Linked DNA regions of Oryctolagus cuniculus: region 2 is linked to region 1. The links are chromatin contacts, called in public Micro-C maps. All regions are on one chromosome and are shown on one strand. Each heading gives the region's core, a stretch centred on a gene start, on an enhancer-like site or on the middle of the called end of the contact. The rest is flanking DNA. Distances are from core to core; before and after follow the strand shown.

Region 1 (3,508 bases), core at 547-3,046:
ACAGCATCCTTTAAATTTTTATTACAAAATTTTCAGGAGAACAGAAAAGTAGCTTACTTACTTTATTTTTTCTTGAGGGGAATATGAAATCTGATGATGACCCTCCTGCTATTCCACCGAGACAGCCTCCTCCTCCAAAGGTAAAACCCAGAGTTCCTGTTCCTGCTAGTGCATTTGATGGACCTCTGCACAGCCCACCTCCACCACCGCCAAGAGATCCTCTTCCTGATACCCCTCCACCGGTTCCCCTTCGGCCTCCAGAACACTTTATCAACTGTCCATTTAATCTTCAGCCTCCTCCACTGGGACATCTTCACCGAGATCCAGAGTGGTTCAGAGACGTTAATACATGTCCGAATTCACCAAGCACTCCTCCTAGCACTCCCTCTCCAAGGGTACCGCGTCGATGCTATGTTCTTAGTTCTAGTCACAATAATCTTGTTCATCCTCCAGCTCCACCTGTCCCTCCAAGGCAGAATTCAAGCCCTCACCTACCAAAACTGCCACCAAAGACTTACAAACGGGAACTTTCGCACCCTCCGTTGTATGGACTGTCTTTGTTAGAAAATGCAGAAACTCCTCAATGACCTTAGCCATATGTAGTCATTGACACTGGAATAGTATTTGTAAAGTTTTTTTTTAATTTATTCAAAAAAGGCATAGTATTTTAGTACTATTTTGTAATGCTTTTACAAAAATGCTACTGATCAAATAAGCTTTTAAGAATTGGAAAAATAAAAATTCAAAAGTCGTGCACCATTTTCCTCAGGTGGTCAGTAGCATTGCCTTGTCTTGGATCCTCAGTGCTGCCAAAAGGCCAGTATAATGAATTTATAATTGCACTGTAGACTCTGCTAAAATATGATTTAAAGTGACATTGATTGCACTGAAAAGGGATAGTGCTTTTGTGGAATTTTTCAAATTTGAGTAATAGCTGCCTTTTTAAGGCAATGAATTTACATAAACATGGAAGCTAATGGTGTTACTGATTTTTAAACCTCTTTGACCATCTTCTAGTTTTTACTTCTAGTTTTTACATCTAGGAGAATTGTGAATAACACCCACAGTTCTTAAACTGTTTAATGCCATGTCTTAAATGCCAGTATTTGCTGCTGAAGACAAAAATGAAAAGTAGGATGAAAATAATAGAATGCACTGTTTATTATTTTGTCAGATGTAAGCAAGGACTACATAACCCGATCATAGAGGAGAAAGGGCATGTATCTCACTCAGATGTGCCTTTGTTTTTGGCAGACTACGGTGTCTTTAGCTCATCAGTTGCCTATTGTTTTGGAAAACAAATATGCCATCAATGTACAGTTTTGTTTATATTGTATATTTAAAGATAATGCTAATAACCTATATAAATTTCAGTGACTTGAGGACTATAATACAATCTGCTACTTTACTAATGCGTAAATTCAGAGGAGAAACTTCTTATGGCATAGGAACCAACCGCCTTGCCTTCAAAACCTAGTAACCGTCTCTGTAAATCTCCTGTTAACTGAAATGTTTTAAAAAAATTTTTTAGATTGGTAATATTTAAACCAGCAAATACTTAAAGCTTTATTAAACTTTTTAATCAGAGGAGTGACACTTTTTTTTTTTTTGGTATTTGTACACCCTCATTGGAAGTGATGAAAAGCATATTGCGGACAGTGCTGTAGCAGCAATTGTAAAGTAGCCCAAAGCCACGTTGTTTATTTACTGGTCTGTGGCCTTTTACTGTGCTTTGTATCAGAGTTCTTAACAAGATTAATAAATCACCCAGTCTTAATTTTTAAAAGGCTTTTAAAATACGTGTTTTTATTATAAGAAACCAAGGAGAGATTGAATCCTGTAGATTCATACACACGTTATTTTGTTTTGTGCAACACATCACATAATCCCAAAGAATTTAACTGACGTAAACTCTAGAGGAATAACTGCCTTCACTGTTAAGCCCAAACGACAAGCTTCAGCAACGTTTGTACGCATTCCTGTGAAAACCGGGAGCCAGCAGGCGAGGAGACTCGGGATCACAGCCGTCTTTGGTTGGATCTTGGAAGTTGCCTGAACTTAAGGCGGTGACCACCGTGCGAATCCGTCTCCATCCATACAGAAACAATGTGAAGTTTCCTTTGTTTTATTACAGGCGGGTTATCGCACTCGGTTTTTCTGGAAAAGAGATTTCTGCTGACTAGGGGTTGGGGAGGCGGGGCATAGCGCTCGGTCCCGCCCACGTAACGGTGCCCCCGCGGCTTTGGGAACTCGCGCACGCGCCGTGGCACCATGCGGCCAGCTCCGCCACTCAGGGCGGGGCCGCGGGGCGTGCGCGTGGGTGTGACGTCACTGCATGCGCCGCATCCTGTGGTTTGGCTGCGATGGCGGCAACTGCGGAGACGTCGGAGGAGGACCCACTACGGAGCTTTGTGCGAGTTTTGGAGAAGCGGGATGGCACGGTGCTACGCCTGCAGCAGTATAGCTCCGGTGGCGTGGGTTGCGTTGTCTGGGACGCAGCTATTGTCCTTTCTAAATACCTGGAAACACCCGGGTTTTCTGGCGACGGGACGCACCTGCTGAGCCGGCGGTCGGTCCTGGAACTGGGCTCAGGCACCGGAGCCGTGGGACTCATGGCCGCCACCCTAGGGTAAGCGCTGGCGGCGGGGTGCAGCCCGGTGCCCACTGCGCAGCCTGTGCCTAGTCCTCATCGACGTTGTTTTGTAGGGCACATGTTGTAGTCACCGATCTTGAGGAACTGCAGGACCTGCTGAAGATGAATATTGACATGAACAAGCATCTTGTCACTGGTTCTGTTCAAGCCAAGGTACTGAAATGGTTTGTATGGCCTTTCAGCTTGTTTTAAGATAGCGATCTGTAGCCTGCCTTTAAATTGCTTTTCACCGAAAGGGTGGTTAATACGAAGGGGAGTTTCCAGTTCTTTTATTATAAGACAAGAGTATGGTACATGATTCAAGCAACAATTAAAATATTTGTTTGACGTTTTTAAGGGGGGAAGAAATAGAAGACTTTCCTTCGCCACCAGACTACATACTGATGGCCGACTGCATATACTATGAAGAGGTAAGCATTCAGTGAGCGAAGTCTCCTCCTTGAGATGAGCTGTATTTCGTGGATTCTAAAGCACACGTTTCTTCACATTTTAGCGTCTCTGAGTTCAGACTGTGTTATAGTGGATGATGCAGTGAAGAGATGATAGAAGTCACCAGGGACGCATGATACACCCCCCGTGATTAAAATAAGGGCCCGTGAAGCATGTTGAGAAAGGTGTAAAATCGCTTTTGTAAACTTTTTGAAGAATTTTGCCATTTGTGAAATGAAAAGCTGAGGTCATCTTATTTTTTCCTTAGCTGAACATGTTAAAAATGACATTGAGAATTAAGTTGCATTCCAAAGGACTCCTTGTGGCAAGATTTATTAGATGCATGGAAAGGTTTTTCTGTAAATGTCAGTCTGTACACTGTTATGGGCATCACTCGTCATCAGAATAATGTCAGGGTTAGACTTC
Region 2 (3,113 bases), core at 409-2,908, 230 kb after region 1:
CTTCCTTTTGAAAATCAAACAATTTCCCTTTCTCCTGTTACCTCTTCTTTTTTCCACAGTTTTCAAGTATCTTTGGTTCAGAATTTTCTCAAAATAGATATATGATATTCTTAAAAATGATAGAATCCAGTAGTAATTAAAGTTCCCTTGTAATCTTTACACTTATGGGGTATTTCTAAAAAGCTCATGGAAAACTGAATTAAAAGATGTTTATTTGGCACAAAGTGTTCTGAAATCCATGCATATGAAGAAAAGCTCATGAAAAATGAGCGTTAAGAAAAAACTACACATGGATTTCAAGGGTTATTTTTTTGCACCAAAAAATTCCTTTTAACATTTCATTTTGTCCCTGTACTTTTTGAAGCCCTTTGTATCTTTACTCCTCTTAGGGATGTTCTTGAATATACCTTTGGATGCCCCTTCTTTCTCCCCAAAGTAGAAACAAAGTATTAATTAGTGGACGGGCTAACTGTCCTGCTGCAAACTTAAATTGGTATCCTGTTCCTCTCATATCTTTGTAGCGCTGCAAGGTGGGAGTTGTGCCATCAAAGAGCCCAACTTTTTCAAAAACGTGTTTCAGTGCGGAGCCTTTACACGGGCTGTTCCTATGCAAAAATAACCGCTTTGTTGGACATGCCTTAGGGGTGAGCTTAGTTGTGCAGTTAGACCTCACGCGATTGGTTTGGACCAGGGTCACCTTGACTCCCAGTCTTTCCTTCTATATCTGCCGCTGTTCTGCACGGCCGGCGACTCTGCACCGCTGGGCACCTGGCGATTCCCTGACTTCTTTCCAGCCCGCCGCCCGCTTTCTGCTTCGCACCGCCCCCTGCTGGCGGGAAGTCGCGTTGCAGCCACACTCAAGCCCGCCGCCTGCAGCCTCGGCAGCCGCCGGGCGCGGTGGCGCGCGCCTGTAGTCCCAGCTACTCGGGAGGCTGAGGCCGGAGGATCGCTTGAGTCCAGGAGTTCTGGGCTGTCGTGCGCTATGCCGATCGGGTGTCCGCACTAAGTTCGGCATCAATATGGTGACCTCCCGGGAGCGGGGGACCACCAGGTTGCCTAAGGAGGGGTGAACCGGCCCAGGTCGGAAACGGAGCAGGTCAAAACTCCCGTGCTGATCAGTAGTGGGATCGCGCCTGTGAATAGCCACTGCACTCCAGCCTGGGCAACATAGCGAGACCCTGTCTCTTTTGCGTCCTCACCCTTTAAAGTCGGCTTTTGCGACCACGCACCTATCCTGACACAACAAGCCCCCCACCCCCTTTTAAACTCTTCCTCCACACCCCACACCCTCCCGGAAATCTTGTCTTATTTTACTTCACTGCTCTCTAGCGAAAGCACTTGACTATTTCAGGTTGCGTTCATGGGGCGCCAGCTGTATACCCAGCACCACGCCGAGTGTCCAGCAACCCTACACCGCCCCTATGAAGTAGGACGTCCTTTCCGAAGGTTCCTCCTAATCGTTAAGGGTCGTCACAGGACGAACCCAAGAGTTCCGCTTCGTTACTTTTAAAAATGCCACAAGTCCCAGCACCCGGGCCGAACCGGGTGGTGGTTCTCGGTGCCGGAGCCCGGCCGCCTGCCTCCGCCGCGAAAATGGCGACGACCAGTAGGGGTCACTGTGGGGGCCGGCGCGAGTCCCCGCCTGCGGGGCGGGAAGCTATCTGGTTCCGTCCGTACGCGGTCAGGACAGCACTGCAGATCCGAGAAAACATTTTGGACCTACTCTGAATTGTTTTCGGTACCACAGAAAGGAAGTCTGAAGGCATCTTGACAGCCTTCTTCAGGCTGCTGACGCAAAGACGTTCGCTTCAAGGAATATTGGATCCTCCGGGCGGCCGTAGATGACCGCCAAGTGCGCCTGCGCGGAAGCGTCGCGGCGTCCAGTCGGGCAGTCGGCGGCGAGAACTGCGGTGGCTACCTTCGGACCTCGCCATGAAGACCCGGTTTAGCACCATTGACCTCTGCGCGGTACTCGCGGAGCTGAATGCGAGGTACGGTCTCGCAGGGGACCGCGGCTCTCGCGGGCAGCGCAGGAGGCCAGGCCGGGGCCCCGTGGTGGGAGCGAGACCAGCCTGCTGTTGGCTCTCTCCTGGTGGTGTTTTTCCCTGGACCTGGCTAGGCCGGGCTGGGCGAGTGCAGGGCGTCTTTGCGGTGGCCCGCCAGGGGCCACCTGTCGCTCCCGCAGCCCTGGTGCGTGGCTGGCGCGGCGTCTCCACTGGCCGGGCTGGGGCAGACGTGTGGGAGACCGCGAGACGCCGGAGTGGCCTCTGGCCGCGGAGCTTGGAGAGAGCAGAGGCCAGATGTCTTCGGCACCCCGCCGAGAGCGGGGGCGCCGTCCCGCTAGCCGGGTGTTAGCTGGGTTTTGCAGATCTGAACTGAGACCTGGATTGCAGGCTCGCCCCTCTGCAGCTGTGCGAGCTTTGTCAGGCTTGCAGGGGGCGCGTTTATTTTTATTCGTCTTTGCAACACATCATTGGATTAGACGTTAATGAGTTGTCCTCCACCCGCCCCCAAGAGTGTCGAGTCGTTGCAGAGATGTCTGGCTGATAGCCACTCTGTTCTCGAATGGTTGACCCCAGATCCTTAGAGCGGAAGTTCCTTTTTTCGTACCTTTAATTGTAATTTTTTGTTTCAAACTGGAGTATGATTTGTTACATGTTTTCCTTGTCTTTTCAGCTTGCTAGGAATGAGAGTAAACAATGTTTATGATGTGGATAATAAGACTTACCTTATCCGTCTTCAAAAGTAAGAACGCTTTATGTACTTTTGATTTTGGTAATTAAATATGAGATGATTGTGTGTGTGTGTGTGTTTTTTAAACCTGTACTGTGTGTCTTCTCCCAGAGGTACCGTTGGTAATATGCCCTAAAAGAAATATTTTTTTCTTCTGCAGGCCAGACTTTAAAGCTACACTCCTCCTTGAATCTGGCATACGAATTCACACAACAGAATTTGAGTGGCCAAAAAATATGATGCCGTCTAGTTTTGCTATGAAGGTAAATCTTAAGTGCTACTCGAAGCTGAATGTTAAGGCCCTGGGATTGGTCTCCAGCAGCTGAGTTTGGAAGGTGTTTGGCTTTCTTTTGCTGTAAGGAAGTGTAAGGGCCGAGGGA

Evidence for each region. A called contact is a pair of places that touch in the nucleus more often than the background predicts.
Region 2: a Micro-C map of ear pinna shows a contact between it and region 1, with 5 times the contacts expected there. The contact joins the promoter of NEMF here to the promoter of VCPKMT in region 1. A contact is called at or near these places in 4 of 6 Hi-C or Micro-C datasets (ear pinna, psoas muscle, skin fibroblasts and 1 more).

What each region holds. Positions count from the first base shown.
Region 1 is chr12:25,998,508-26,002,015 of mOryCun1.1, forward strand. It overlaps VCPKMT (valosin containing protein lysine methyltransferase), which reads left to right and starts at 1,797. Exons shown (of 6, transcript XM_051822818.2): 1 at 1,797-2,629; 2 at 2,707-2,817; 3 at 2,991-3,063. The coding sequence starts at 2,364. SOS2 (SOS Ras/Rho guanine nucleotide exchange factor 2) reads left to right here. Exons shown (of 23, transcript XM_002718299.5): 23 at 78-1,786. The coding sequence ends at 587.
Region 2 is chr12:26,231,103-26,234,215 of mOryCun1.1, forward strand. NEMF (nuclear export mediator factor) reads left to right here and starts at 1,659. Exons shown (of 33, transcript XM_070053688.1): 1 at 1,659-1,991; 2 at 2,677-2,745; 3 at 2,894-2,996. The coding sequence starts at 1,933. It also overlaps RN7SL1.